Linked DNA regions of Sus scrofa: region 2 is linked to region 1. A link is a contact called in public Hi-C data. All regions are on one chromosome and are shown on one strand. The core of a region is the stretch at or near the end of the contact, and the rest is flanking DNA. Distances in the headings are between cores, read along the strand shown. Region 1 overlaps LOC102164731 (endogenous retrovirus group V member 1 Env polyprotein-like). Region 2 has its middle 27 kb from the start of CCNY.

What was found. Hi-C and Micro-C count contacts between places; a contact is called where the count stands out from the background.
Region 2: a contact with region 1 is called in a Hi-C map of heart right ventricle, with 2.6 times the contacts expected there. The contact joins two enhancer-like sites. A contact is called at or near these places in 6 of 47 Hi-C or Micro-C datasets (blood, embryonic fibroblasts, epiblast stem cells and 3 more) and 2 of 2 datasets of contacts at active chromatin or transcription factors (alveolar macrophages and skeletal muscle).

Annotation. Positions count from the first base shown.
Region 1 is chr10:57,916,836-57,924,609 of Sscrofa11.1, reverse strand. It overlaps LOC102164731 (endogenous retrovirus group V member 1 Env polyprotein-like), which reads left to right. Exons shown (of 2, transcript XM_005668194.3): 2 at 296-5,563. The coding sequence starts at 754. The coding sequence ends at 1,524. Among named protein-coding and RNA genes, the nearest start is that of CREM, 91 kb to the right of the region's middle. Within about 2 kb of position 3,204, at least 7 of the 83 cell types and tissues checked have an H3K27ac peak or open chromatin away from gene starts, as enhancers often do.
Region 2 is chr10:57,989,835-57,997,608 of Sscrofa11.1, reverse strand. It overlaps a transcript of CCNY not described here. Among named protein-coding and RNA genes, the nearest start is that of CCNY, 27 kb to the left of the region's middle. Within about 2 kb of position 5,053, at least 6 of the 83 cell types and tissues checked have an H3K27ac peak or open chromatin away from gene starts, as enhancers often do.

The DNA of each region.
Region 1 (7,774 bases), core at 1,955-4,454:
TGCCATGAGGAATAAACCAGCGTCTACCATGTGTCCTTAACCTGGGACAAGGTCAAAGGCGATCTTGGACCATGCCACCAGCGGGACAGCAGAAGGGGCAGCCCCTCCATGAATTAACCTCGGACCAAGTTCTTCCTAAAACTTGGAAGGAGGGAGCCCCTGAAGATCAACTATTACCAAAATGGAAAGGCCTCTCTAGCATAATTTGAGCCGCCCCCACTGCCATTAAACCACAAGGGACACCTAGTTGGGTACGTTGATCTAGATTAAAACTCTTGCTCCAAAAACCCCACAGGCCACAACAGAAGAATACACCTGAGCTGCTTACTCAAAAGACAAGGAACCACTGCAGATCAGTAAAAAGTGCCGTGGTGGCCTCGCCTCCCCCTGCTGATTTGGGGTTTGTGCGCTTGCCTCTTGCCGGCTTGCGCCATCATCCCCGCGGAGCAGCCACTCCTCTGCCCTTCCTGGATCGAGAAGACCAGCCCCAGCGATGGGGTGGAAGAGGTGGACCCTTCTCCTGGCCCTTCTCCTACGGAGGGCTTGGGGAGAAAATGACCAGGAAAGGGGACCTGGAGGGAAAACTCGCCCGGCAACTTTTCCAGCATTTTGGCCTCAGGAAATAACCTCTCTCACTGTTGGATCTGTCACCACCACCCGCAAGAGGGGGTTCCTCTGCTCCAGTTTGTGCCTGTAAATGAGGACGTGGACCTCACCCTGACCTCTGAACCCGTGAGGAGCGCACCGCTGCTGATGGGGCAGCTCCAAGATCGTGACCACATGGGGTGTGTAGAGCTTACAGACCCTTGGAACCAAACCGGTCTCCAGGTCAAGCGGCCCCTTCTCTGCACGGCGCCAGGAAAGCCCTGCTGCCCCTGCCAGACAGACACCTGCCTTGCTGATGCGGGAAGCGCCCTCTCCGTTTATCCGATGTCATTTTCCACTTCAAGCTCCTCGTGCACCCCTAACCAGACGCACTGGTGTGTGGACCCGTCTCTCCTCTCCCCGGGCACCCAGCCCAACACCTCGTGTACGCACTGGAAGGGAACCGCAGCCCCATCCTGGAGGCTCACCTATCAGACCCCATCTGCCTTCAGTGACGACGAGGGGATAGAGGAAAACTCAGAACTAGACAGGGGCCCGCTAGACGGAGGGCCCCTGTCCCCCGGGTGCAGTACTAAACCTAACTGGGGTTCCCTTTTACGTCGCTGGTTCAACTCCACCTCACCCCGCCAGGCCTGCACCCCCGCTGGATATCTGTTCCTCTGTGGTCCAGCGCACAACCGACTCCCCTTTGAAGGGAACCCGAATTCCTCCTTCTCCTGGCCTCTCCAGGCTGCCGCCTATCCCTGCTTAGACAACGTCCACTTCCGGGGAGAATGCACCCTGGGGCGACTGGTCCCGAGAGGACTAGGTGCCACCGAACACAATGCCACCTCTCAAAACAGACATAATTGGCCCCTCGGACTAATCCTGGCAGGGGTTGGGGCGGCCCTGGGACTCGCCACCCTGGGAGGGTTTTGACTATCACGAAACAACCTTAAGAAACCTCACACGGGCCATAGACAGTCTGGCCTCAAAAACTAGTGATGCCTTAAGGGGGCTCCAGGAGTCCCTGGTTTTCATCTTCACCGGTGTCGTAGTTGACCCCGATTTATCTTAACCCTGAATTATCTTCTGGCTGAAGAAGGGGGTGTCTGTGCAAGTTAACAAAACTTGCTGTACAGACGTCAACAGCTCGAAGAAAATTGAACTAGATACTCAGGAAATTTATGAACAAACTAAATGGTTACATGGAATTAGCAACCCCACCGCCCACTGTGGGGCTGGGTGAAAGGTTTCAGCCTGGTGTTACTTGGTTCCTGCCTCTCCTGCGCCCTCTAGTGGCCACAGTTCTTTTGTTACAATTTAGATCCTGCCTGTTTAATCTTTCAGTTAGGTTTGTGTCTTTCAGCCTTCAGCAGTTCCAAGTGAGGCTCCTGGTGGCCCCAGGATTTCAGCCCATCCCATGAAGGTGACCCAAGTCCCTCTAGGTGCTTGGATCGCTCAGTGCGGACTTCTGCGCCTCCCGGGTAGGCTAGGGTCTGCAGCCCCTGTTCAGCAGGAAGTAGATGCAGAAGAGACCTTTGGCCCCTTGACCCTTAGGAATAAGGGGTGTAGACTGCCTCGGGGGGAATGAGATGGGCTGGGGCCTCGGGTCATCAAGCAGGACGCTGGCACCTGGGCAACGCCTCCTTGAACAACAGGAAGCTGGCAGCTGTAACAGACCAAGATGTGAAGCTTCCTTAAGCAACAGGATGCTGAAGGCCATAAATCAGCCCCAAAGTGATTAAACACAACCTCAGGCCTGTGCAGCAGGGGCAGTGCTGACCACTGTGTTGCCTTTTAGGTGGCGGTAGTGAGCAAGCCCTTTTGGAGGTGCCAGCGCAGAAAGCAGAGATCTACACATGATCCCTGCAGATGGCACAACCAAGGGGGACAGCCTAAGCATGTCTCTGCCTGTCCTGCAGCTCCACCCCCCCCCGTCACCCCACCTAAGGACCAGTGAAGTGGGTGAGGTCACCTGGGTCTCGCTCCCTTGTGCTGCAGTGCAAGCCCCTGATAAAGCCTGGTCTGAAATGCTCATCTGGCCTCTTGGCAGTTTCTCTTGATTCAAGAGCCAAGGGCCCCCTTGGAACATAAATGGCAGCAAAGTGCTGGTGCTGAAAAGATGAGGAAAGAAAGCACTCAAGAACTATGGCCCCAGAGGCGGCTCGGTAGGAACAAGATGAAATAGTGCTCCTTCTTAAGGCAGTTCTGACCCCTTTGCTCCCAGGAAAGTCTGGGCTGTGACTAAGTCAGTGTAGATTTCCATTTTCAGGACGACAGTGTGGGTAAGACGGCTGGACCCTGGTAGGGGTTACCGTCCTGTCTGTTGTGATTGCTGTCTTGTGACTTGGGTGCTGTGTGAAAGGAAGCATCCAGCCACTCAGCCGTATGTGTGCAGCCTGTACACGCAGGCACATTAAATTTTTACTTAATCATAACAGTTATACTAAGGATATGGTTTGAAGGGCTTAAGAGGAGACAGGAGAATGGCATTTAGGAGACAGCATGACTGCAAGCTTCTTGTGCTGACAGGTCGTTGGCAGAACAGGACAGCAGTGTCAACTGAGAAGAAGCATCTGGAGGTGGAGGCCCACATGACAGGGGCAGGTTAGTCACAGACTTGCCAAAGGATGGCCTGACTGCTGGTCTGCAGGGACTTCTCCATACTCCCCCCGCCCCCCGGTTCCTGCCATCGTCCCCTTAGGAATGCACCTGTTGGGCTTATTCAGGAGTGTGACTTACAGTCAGCAGGCCTGGAGAGGGAAGATAAATGTGAAAGCCTTGCCAGTAATATAGTAGGGTGTCAACCCCCACCCTTCCCCACCCCTGCCAAAAGACACACACACACACACACACATACACACTTCAAAACCCTCCCGGCAGAGATGCCTCCTGCTTGACGCGCAGGGACACTTTAGGAAAGAAAGGCTGCAGAAACCATGTAATGCCAGGATGACAATGAAAGGTGTCATTTATTGAACACCTACGAGGTACTAAGTGATTTTTTTTTTTTTTTTTTTTTTTTTTTTTTTACATTCAAGTCTAGGCTGTTATCCCCATTTTTCAAATAAAGATACTAATTCTGATGGTGAAACCTGTGTAAGGTCAGACTACGAGAAAGGGCCCAGGGGTGGAGACCCACCTCCAGGTATCTGAACAGGAGAGTGGAAAGCAGATGCAGATAAAGGGAGAAGAAATCTGCAAGTGTTGAGCGGCAAAGAGGCTCTTTCGTGAGTCCGGCTTGTCGCCTTTCCTCTTTTTGGAGGGAATCAGTGACTGCTGAGGACTAGCTTTGGACAAGGGGAAGAGAAGGGAGCCTTAATATGTCTGTGGGGCCCAGCCCTCTCGACCAAAGGCAGCAAGGTTGAGGAGAAGCATATTCAGAAAGAACCTGAGTTCCCATCGTGGCTCGGCTGTAACAAACCCAACTAGCATCCATGAGAATGTTTTGATCCCAGGCCTCGCTCAGTGGGTTAAGTATCTGGTGGTGCTGTGAGCTGTGGTGTAGGTCGCAGAGGGGGCTCAGATCCCGCGTGGCTGTGGTGTAGGCTGGCAGCTACAGCTCCATTAGACCCCTAGCCTGGAACCTCCATATGCCGTGGCTGCAGCCCTGAAAAGACAAAAATAAAAAGAAAGAGAAGGAAAATGGCTAGAAGCTCGGGCCAAATATCTGCTCAGAGGATATCTGCTCTTTGAGTATCACTTGGAGCCAGTTTCCTGCATCAGTCACATGGACATTTGTCAGGCAGCTGTGGAATAACCATGACCTTTTGCTGTGTCACCAGTGCTCTTATTTTCCAGTGACCCCTCCTCTCCAGATTAGGCCCCCATAGTGATGCTAAGCCGGCTACCCTGTGACTGCTACGGCGGGGGTTGTATTCAGTCTGAGAGCAACTTGACCTTGACCAACATAAGTGATGCATTTATGGACAGACCATTTCTCGGAAGTACCGAGCCGGGCACCTTGGGGACACAGAAATGGATAAGATAAGTTCCCACCCTAGAGCAACTCAGTCCAGTAGGATAAACTGTTGAAAGCACAGTTTAGAACATGTCAAGTGATTGCAGTCACTTGGTGGTAAAATGTGAAGAATGCAGAGCGTGCTGCCTATAAATAGATACTTTTACTGTGTGTGGATACACCTAAAATTCCACCATAAGAGATTTCTATGAAGTAAAGAGATCCTATCAGAGTGTAAATTCCCACAAGTAATTAAGGACGGCTAGAAGATTGAAACACCAGTGCCGTCGTGGCTCAGGGAATGAACCTGACTAGCATCCATGAGGTTGCAGGTTCGATCCCTGGCCCCGCTCGGTGGGTTAAGGATCCGGCATTGCCATGAGCTGTGGTGTAGGTCACAGACGCAGCTCAGATCTGGCGTGGCTGTGGCTGTGGCTGTGGTGTAGGCTGGCAGCAACAGCTCCGATTCGACCCCCTAGCTTGGGAACCTCCCTGTATGCCTTTGGCAGCCCTAAAAAGACAAGAAAGGAAGAGAGGGAGGAGGAAGGAAAGAGAGAGATAGAAAGGAAGGACAGAAGGAAGGAGGGAAAAAAAGAAAGAATCTAACTATCTGGAGACAGTGTAGAGCCTCTTCTCTCATCCTCTCTGTAACTACCCAAGATGGCTTATGTCATTTAGATTTTTTTTTTTTTTTTTTTGCTTTTTAGGGCTGCATCTATGACATATGGAGGCTCCCAGGCTAGGGATCTAATCGGAGCTGCAGCTGCCGGCCTACCCACAGCCACAGCAACGCCAGATCCTTAACCCACAGAGCAAGGCCAGGAATCAAACCCTCATTCTCATGGTTACTAGTTGGGTTCATTACTGCTGAGCCACGATGGGAACTCCCTGTTTGTTTGTTTTTTAATTGTTGTATAATGGTTGATTTACAATGTTCTGTCAATTTCTGCTGTACAGTAGAGTGACCCAGTTGTATACACATCTATATGTCTATACATTCTTTTTCTCGTGATATTTTCCATCATATTTCTTGATGCTTTTACCTTCATTGACATATAGCTCCAATCTACTAATATTCTCCATATATTCCTAGTCCTTTAAGTGTTAAGACTTTTACTCTGGATGGTTCTCAAGCTTATCATTGGTGTCCTTAAAGGCAGACGGAGAAGTCTTCTCTCCCATACACTTTATGTAAAATGCGTTTTTAATGAGGTCTGGCTCACCTCTTACTGTCCTTCTGTTCCAGACCTCCCCCCCCCACCGTTCCTCTGCCTCCTTCCCCCCTCCTCTCTTCACATCAATCCAGCCCTTCAGAACGCTCCGTTTCTTCCGATTTCCTCAAGTCGTGCTCGGGTCAAGGCACTCGAGACCGCTTCCCAGAAAAGACATGCAGAGACGCCCCTGAGCCCTGCAGCGCATCCCCAGGGTACCTGGGAGCGAGTCCAAGGCAGAGCAGCCCAGGACGGTCCAGACTTTCAGACGCCTCGGTCCCAGTACTGATCTCAAAATCCTGGGCTTGTGGAGTGTACTTCGCAGCTCAGCGGTAAACGAACCTGACTAGCATCCAGGAGGATGCGGGTCCAATCCCTGGCCTCGCTCAATGGGTCAACGATCCAGTGTTACCACGAGCTGTGGTGTAGTCCCAGACTTGGCTCAGATCCTGCATTGCTGTGGCTGTGGTGTAGGCTGGCAGCTACAGCTCTGATTCGACCCAGCCTGGGAACTTCCATAGGCTGCAGGTGCAGCCCTAAAAAGAAAAAAAAAATCCTGGGTTTGTAATGGGCTCTTGCTGACCTCCTATGAAGGTTCAGGTGTGATGCTATTTCACTAACCCACCAAGTCTTGCAGGAGTCCTCAAGATTTTTCAATGTGACTGTTACATGTTAGGGTAATTCAGGGACCCCAAAGATCCTTCAATTAGGCCTTAGGATTCTAGGCAGGCCATGTGTCCTGGTGGCCGGCCCTGCCAAGCAATGATGAGCAGGCAGCAACACTGAACCCTGGAAGACATCTGATGGAGCTCAGGTTGGGCTCGGGCCCTGACCTCTTCCAGAGCGCCCTGGGAAACCCTCATGCCCAGGCCGTGCTTCGTCTTAGGGTTTGCCAACTGCATGCTTTCTCCACCTGGTCCCCGGTATGGGTCCTAGACTGACACACTGTGACACCCCAAGAGGGGAGGGGAGCAGCAGGAGTGATGGATAAGAAGGTCCTGCCTGGGCCAGGCTGTGTGGACCCGGGCCATGGCGGGAGCGGGCTTCGAGATGTAGGGGTGGGCTCTTAGGTGTAGAATGTGCCCTGTGCTTGGACCCAGACTGGAACCCGTGACTCAAGATCCTCTTCTCCCTGAAGTCCTGTCTTGCTGAGACTCTGGAGTGAGCAGGCATTTGTTCAGATGTGCAGTCATGATAGGAAGATCCGGTCACTTGATGCCAGGAGGGTGAGGGGTGCAGGGGAGAGGGGGCCAGAGCAGAAGAGGACAGCCATAGAGGTGATGAAGGACGAGAGGGGGGGTCCTGGGTTCCCACGTGGGGGCTGTGCCCTCGACCTCCGGCCTCTTTTCTGGGACCTGCGCGGAGGAGGGTCCAGGAAGGGGCAGAGCCAGTGATTCTCGACACCAGTCCCTTCAGAAAAGGTGGCTGCTCGCTTACGCTTGAAATTCCTTTGAGGGGAGACCACATTTTTTTTTTCTGCTTTGAGGAATTGGGCTGAAAATACAACCCTGCCCTGGGAGCAGAAGTTACAGTCATCGGAAACAAAGGCCTGGTTTTAGGTCCAGGGCAGCAGCGGGCCACGGCCCACCCACCGCCGGGTTTTGTGTCCCGGAGCCCGGAACTCTTTCTCAATTTCAAAATGGTTGGAAAAGAAATCAAAAGGGTAACATTTCAGGATGTGGAAATTATGAGGTTCTTTTCAGTGTCCGAGGACGACGCCTCACTGGGGTGCGGCCACGCTCGTGGGCTCCCGTGTGTGCAGGGACAGAGCGGAGTGGTCGTGGCAGGACTGTACGTGGCACTCTTCTGCCTCACACCCCACCTCCGCCCGCTGCACAGCGCAGGGGTGCGGCGCTGATGCGAAGGCAGTTTGAGTGCCAGGTGCATCGCCAAAACATGACCTTTTTAAAAATGTTTGTTAGTTTGTTTGTTTTTGTCTTTTTGCCTTTTTTCCAGGGCCGCCCCCGCTGCACATGGAAGTTCCCAGGCTAGGGGTTGAATCAGAGCTGTACGC
Region 2 (7,774 bases), core at 3,804-6,303, 71 kb before region 1:
GTGCTGCGCAGGCTGGCTGGAAGCAGACTGCGTCCCATGTGCTCAACCATGTGTCCTCGACTTTGGAACCTGCCTCTGGCACCACCCTTTCTGCTGCCTGGCAGCTTCATCTCTCCAAGAGCTGGACATCCCCCCCCCTCCCTTTTTTTGAGGTCTTTTTTTTCTTCCCACAGATGAGATGTTCTAAGGTTCCAATGTTCAAAAGCTGTATGCGCGGGACAGGAGTCAGAAGACTGACACAGGCGCACTCAGAACCCTCAGGGCTCTGGGACACGCGAGAGAGAGACATTGTGGGAGGCAGGGGGAAGGAGGGGTGTGCAGGGGGGGTCGCCCATGTACCTCTTGTCTGTGGCTCTTTATACAGCGCTACAGTGGAGCTGAGTTGAGACACAGACTACACAGCCCCTTCCAGAAAGTCTGCTACGCTCTGGTCTAGAGCTCAGGGAAAAGGCCAAGGCTGGAAATTCATGTTTGGGAACCACCTGTACAGCCCACCTCATTTCACCTTCACAAAAAGCCTGGGAACAGGCTTCATTCAAGCTTCTGGCTACATGCTGCCCTGTGGTCAGTGACATTCCCCTCCAGGATGGTCCCATGTGTCCATTCCAACAGTTAAGCATCATTCCTTTGATGCGAAGAGTGTTTCCAGGCCTGACACTGCCTCGGTGAGCCCTGGGCTCAGGGTCGCAGGTGCATGACAACCCAAAAGCCCTTCTTTTTTTTTTTTTTTTTTGGTCTTTTTGCTATTTCTTGGGCCGCTCTCGAGGCATATGGAGGTTCCCAGGCTAGGGGTCTAATCGGAGTTGTAGCCACCGCCCTACGCCAGAGCCACAGCAACTCGGGATCCGAGCCACGTCTGCGACCTACACCACAGCTCACGGCAACGCCGGATCGTTAACCCACTGAGCAAGGGCAGGGACCGAACCCGCAACCTCATGGTTCCTAGTCGGATTCGTTAACCACTGCGCCACGACGGGAACTCCCAAAAAGCCCTTCTTATTAAACTCTGGTGTCTCTCAATAAAAGTGAAAACAAACATGAGGCGCTTGCCTACCAAATGGCACTTGTTTATTGAACCGAAATCACTCAAAAGAGGAACTAAACCTGGACACGTCACCTCCTTCATCACCTCAAGTTTTATGTCTTAACAACATTCAGTCTGACTTTACTGCAAGCTCTGAACCTGGGCGCTGTCCCCAGGAGACTAGAAACAAAACCAAAACCAAACACAGCAGCAGCTGCCACCCTTTCTCTGTTTCTCTACGCCATTTCCTGTATCCCACCTCTTCCACCTCGGGACTGGGTGCGAACGCAGGGACAGCTGGGACCACGCTGTCTGCAGTCCTGCCCTTCCCAAGCACTCGGGGCGGCGCAGGCCCGCTGAAGACAGGCAGGCTGACAGATGTGGGCGTCCACACTCCCCCACCCCCGTCTGTGCCATCTCCCAACACCAAGCTCAAGTCCCCAGGACAAGCATTTCTACAGTCCTGCCCTTAACACATGCTCCCTGGGCCAAGCATGCCTCGAGGTGCCGCCTGGTTGAGTGAAACCTTCCTGCGGAGAATTCTCAGAACGAGAAAATTCCAAGACTGTCCCCTGTCAGACACGAAAACAATCTCTTTTGAGAGACCCTAAGAAATCAAGGACTGTGCCCGACCACCAGACTGCTTAGACCGCTGGCACCCAAGCCAACTCTGATAGAAGGCGACTAGGAACACATAATTTAGAAGTTTAAAGTATGAAAAATACCAAACCAGGAGTTCCCTTCGTGGCTCAGCGGTTAACGAACTAGACTAGTATCCTTGAGGACGCGGGTTCAATCCCTGGCCACGTGCAGTGGGTTAAAGATCCAGTGCTGCTGTGAGCTGTGGTGTAGGTCACAGATGCAGCTCCAACTTGACCTCTAGGCTGGGAACTTCCACATGCCGCGGGTGGGGCCCTAAAAAGACCAAAAATCCCAAACCAAAACAGAGGAAAAACTGTTGGACTAAAATGATGCAGTTGCCCCTCAAACTACTTAGAACTACTTAAAACACAGTACTTGGCCCCACCCCGGGCAAAGGCCAAGGGCTCTGCTGCCCCAGGGCAGGTAAAATCCTCCCTAAGGTCCTCAGTGAGTGAAGGGGAACCTGCGAACTCCCTTCCGTGAAAATCAGACTGTCAGCATAAACATGGAAACTAGGAGTTCCCTCTGAGGCTCAGGGGAAACGAATCTGACCAGTAACCATGAGGACGCAGGTTTGATCCCGGGCCTCGCTCAGTGGGTTAAGGATCCAGAGTTGCCGTGAGCTGTGAAAAGAACAGGCTCATCGCTCTCACTGACGAGGGTCAGGAACCTGGCACACGGGCAGTGAGCCTGGCGCGCGGGAATCGCGCCGGACAGATGGAGTCCGCAGGGCTGGTCTTTCCCTCTCGCAGACCCCAAAAGCAAGGCCTGACCAAAGACAGACTGGTTTAGCATGGAAGTAAAATTAAACTTCCCAACACCCGTCTCTTCTACACATGATCGACATGTCATATGCACGGTATATGCACCAAAACACAGACATACTAGGTTTTTAAAAATTAAAGTCCATCAGATGAGAATTTTGTTTTGTGTGAACGGTACACACCGTGATGTCTCTGGAAACTTAACCAGACACTGCTGAACAGTTTCAGTGCTCTGACAGACCCAGCACCAGGGCTGAGCAGACTATCCGACCACATGGAGCATGACGACAAAACAAACCCAATTAAGGCTCCAAAACAGCTCCTCAGGCTTGCCCTGCACGCAGCAGCGCCACTTCCAGCGGACGATATTCACTGCCGAATGTCACCAATGAATGCTTAGCGACATTTAAATATGGAAACTGATGTAAGGTAAGATTCCCAGTCACAGCGCTAGAGAATGACCAAGCTGATGTTCTGATTAACACTCAACAGTAAGGATACAGATTTTTAAGATGTTAAGGCCACGAGGAGGGATTTTATCAATTTCACTGCATCCTGGGATGCGATTCCCCTTATGTTCATATTTATCTGTGCTTGACTCTCAGTCCCTCTTCAAGAAAAACCACAATGTACAAATGATGCCATTTGTCCTTTGTGGTTTAGTCACTGGTATCTAATGATCGCTTTGAAATAAAACAGTGCTTTGCTAAAACGCCACAGCAACTTGCCTCCAAAATTGGTATTTTAAAAGAAAATATAAGAAAAACCACAATACAGTAGTTATTAAGAATAAGACAGCATGCTCTACCACCCAAAATATTTTCTTTTATTTTCCTTTTAGGGCCGCACCTGTGGCATATGGAAGTTCCCAGGCTAGGGGTCAAATCAGAGCTGCTGCTTCTGGTCTACACCACAGCCACAGCAACACCAGATCCAAGCTGCATCCTCAACCTACACCGCAGTTTGTTGGCAACACCAGATCTTCAGCCCACGGAGCACAGCCAGTGGGGGAGCGAAGGAGAGAATGTGCATCTCAGTCTTGTAAACAGTTCGTGTTGTCACAAGAGCCACGGCACTAAGGAAAACAGAAGCCTCTTCCCCCAGGGACTGGAAGGGGAGGGCATGACACTGGGCCCTGAAACACCATCGCATCGACAAAGAAAGGAGGCAGAGTACCGGCACACGAGACCGCATCCGTTGTAACCACCCAGCCAGCCTAACCCCTCACGCCGGATCCCAGGCCTTCTCAGCATCTCTGAAACCGTCTCACTCCCCTTCTCACTCCTGCGTGGATGCTGCATGTCTCCTCATTCACACTTCAACACACTCAGGTCCCTCTCGTTTTTTAAAAGGAGGAGAAACTTGCCCTTCATCCCCTATCTCCATCCCAAGCCCACCTGCAGCCACAGCCAGCCCTTCCCCGGCTCAGCCTCACCGCTGACCCCGCCTCTCCCTGGCTCTCTCAGGCCACCAGGGCTCGAGTGCAAGGAAGCACAGAGGCTCTGCAGAACCCTCTGGATCGCACCCTCCTCTCCTTCCAGGGTCTCCTCCAGCTGCTGCCTCCCCCTCCCTCTGAGGCTCCCTCAGATTCCCCCTCCCCTCCCTGCCATGAAACGTCCGCTGTGCTCAAGCCACCTCCCGATCCTGCCGACACGCACCCTGCTGGGGCAGCTCCTGTACAGGACGGCTCCCCCAGGCCGAGGCCAGGTTGCCCACCGCCTCCTCCCCGTGTCCACTTGGAATCTCAAAAGCAGCTCCTGCTCCCGGGCCTTCCTGCCCTCCTCCGGTGTTCCCCGAGGTTAGCAGAAGCGCCACGCCGTCGCTCAGACCAGACCTGGTCCCCTCTCCGCACGTCCCCGACACATCTTTCTATGGTACCACCTAGCCTGACCTTCCGTGGTGTCTCAGCTGCACGCCACCTCCGCGTGTCCCATCCAGACTGTTCTACTCTACGCTCCAGTCCTGACCGGTGCTCCTCTCGCCCTAAACCCATCAGTGGCTTCTCACGGCTCCGGGTGTAAACAGCAAGCGCATGACCACGGCCCACACGTGCTTCACCTGGCCCTGCCCACCTCCGTCACTGCCCCGCCGCCCGCTCCGGCCACACCGGTTTCCTGCAGCTCCTGGTCAGCAGGCAGCAGCCCACACACCTTCCCCTCCACGCAAAAGGCCCCGCGCCAGCCGGGACCTGCCCACCCGCGCCCTCAGCCGGGCCCTCCTCACGTCGGCAGTGACACCTGCCAAACTCAGCAAGTGCTCAGCTCTACCTGCCCCTCCTGACCATGAACAAGACGGCACCAGTCACAGCACCCACGCGTGTTTGCTCACCACTCACCCCAAAGTCTGGCACGTACTAAGTACATGATAAACAGCGATGAGATGAATAAAAGAATAACATATAATCAGGGAGAGGGTGCTGACAGACGTCCAGAAGGAACGAGCCAATCGAGGGAAGTGATCCAATTTCACTCCCACAAACCGTGAAAGTGACTTTCCCCACCTTCGCCACCAGGCACCAGCAGGCATCTCACCAAAAGCAGGCAAGGGCTGTGTCCTGGCGAAGTGGCTGCTGCCAGGCCCGGGAGGGGCTGCGGTCCAGGACACAGCCTGCGGTGCCAGGTTCCCTCACAGCTGGCAACTGGCGGCTCTTGGCTGGGGGCCGTTCCTTAGCTCTCAATGAAGGGTGTCATTTAAGACTTGCTTTCAGCCTGTTTACCAAGACCTCTGACGGGCTCCTGCTCACACTAAACCTTTTTCCCGGCAAATCCTAGAAGCTGATCTCAACCTCCCCGTAACCTATGTTGCTGATTTACACACACGCTTCCGCGGCCGCAGCAAGTCTCCCTCACCTACATCTACGGAGAATGTGTGTACCAACAATATTATCCTGCATGTGCCCACAAACACTCATTAACGTTTATAGAACACTTACTAGGTGCCAAGCATAATACCAAAGGTTTTATATGTATTAGTTAATTCTTGCCAGAGGCTTTCCAGAACATCTTATCATTGCAACTTTTTTTTTTTTTCCTTTTTTTTGGCCACACCTGCGGCAATGGGAAGTTCCTGAGCCAGGGATCAAACCTGAGCTGCATCTGCAACCTATGCCAAGCTGTGGCAATGCTGAATCCTTAACTTGCTGCACCACAGTGGGAACTCACCTGCAGACCCATAATCTCTTCTCTCAACTTTACCAGACTTCTGCCAAACTAGAGCCATCATCAGCTCAACAGGAGCTTGAAAAGAAAAATGTTTTGCCTTTTTTTTAAAGAGAAAAAAATACCACCTTTAGCTAAATTAGTCTTTCTATGCCAAGGCAGGCCCTGGCCACACACAGAGCTAGGGAGCTAGTACAGGGGGTGTATTCGAAGATCCATCTCCATCACGGAGTGAATTCTCAGGCCGTCACATGTGCCAAAAAAAGGGGGAGAATGGAGTTCCCTGGTGACTCAGTGGTTTAAGGATCCAGGCGTTGTCACTGCTGTGGCTCAGGTTCAACCCCTGGTCCCAGAATTTCTATACACCTTGGGTGAGGCAAAAAAAAAAAAAAAGAAGGGGAAAAAGAACTACAAACAGTCATATAATTTATATTGTAAGTTTTTTGAAACTGGCTTTTTTTTTCTTTTCTTTTTTTTGCACCCTTGCTGGCCTGGATGGAAAACTACAACACGCACTTAGGAAGCAAGTATTTTAAGCACAGAGAAAATAACCATGTCCCTCCCTGGGAAAATGCCCATGACATACAAACCCAAGCGCACAGCAACACAAGAGCCTGTGCTCACACTGCTACTCCTCATCCACCTTCACCTCATCCGCTTTTCCAAACATCAGCTTCAGCTTCATTAAGGTAATTTACATAAAATTAAATGTAAACCCATTTTGAGCAAACATTTCGATGAGTCTGGACAAATTTATACACCGTGGGGCAAAAATCATAATCAAGAAATACAGAATTTTCATAATCTCAAATCTGCTCATGTGCCTGCTTCCCAACCACGCACCACCCTCACTTCTGCCCACAGGCAAACCCCGATCTGCTTTGTCACTCGCAACTAGACTTGTCTTTTTTCTAGATTTTCAGAAACGGATGCAGACAGACTGTTATTCTTGTCCACCCTTGACTCCATCTTCCCTGCTGGGCGCTGTTTGTAAATGCTGATATTGAAGGTACTCCTGCTCTTCTGTCTGCTGCACGGGCTCTCTCTGTTCCAGTGATCCGCGGGGCGCTGACCAGGCAGGTTCAAACCATGAAGACACAGGTGCACATGCAAACAGTCAAGCTCCAGGCCGTCGTTGCCAGCCCTAGTACCTAAAGGGATCAGGCCTGGGAAGCACTAGTTTACCACGAAACCAAGGAGAGTCCCGGGACACTGGCTGCTGCTGTGACCCCAGTCACAGCAGATCCTCAGGTCTTCCGACGTTGAGTTAAGCCTCACCTCTGTCTCATTTTATGTTTCGACCTCGGTTTTCCATTTTCTTTCTTCCCTTTTTAATTTATGATATCATGTGTGCAGGTGTCAAGTAGAAAAGCCTCACTAGTTTCCTGAGTGGACATGAGGGCCTCCTCCTTGCCCACTATCCCATCCATCCTAAGCAGCCGCACTCACCTGGCTGCACGGGAGACTCACCTGGGAAGCAAGAAACCGACATCTGGATCCAATCCAGCAGCTCCCAATTCAATGAATCTGGGGTGGACCTCAGGCTTGGTGGATGGCACAGCTGGCCTGGCCGGGGAGCCTGCTGGGCCCTGGGGTAGCCTCCAGGCAGCATGCCACCCCAGCCCACTGCCATAACAGGCACCAGAGGCCCGGTTCTTCATTCTAAGATTTTAATGTCTCTATTCATCAAGGCACCAACTATGTCCCCCAACAAAATTCATGCCATGTCACAATGTGTGCCGTGGTGCCACAGCCTGAGCAGTGGATTTTTCAATGATGCTTAAAAAATTTGTGATAGGGTCCATTGCATTTAATTACTAACACGAAGCCTGAGATCTTAAAAGGATCTTATATCTGCTCAGCACAGGGCACAGATACACCTTCAAAGAGCGCACCAATGTATCTTAAAAATGGTTTCTGCAACTGTGGTTCCGTCTGTCTGGGCCAAGACAGGAAGCCCCAAGGGCACAATGGCTTCTCCTCATTACAATTCAATCTAATTATAATGAAGGAACCACAAAGCCTATTGTGACACACAGGCGGGCAGAAATCTGGCTCCTTCCTCAGAACAAAATTGCGAAGTGTTTTCTGTCAGAGTGCTTGTCTATTGTACTAGGGTGGAAGGGTTTCTGGAAAGATTTCTGCCCTCAAGTTAACATTTTATTTTTGAGACAAAGAGTCCCAGG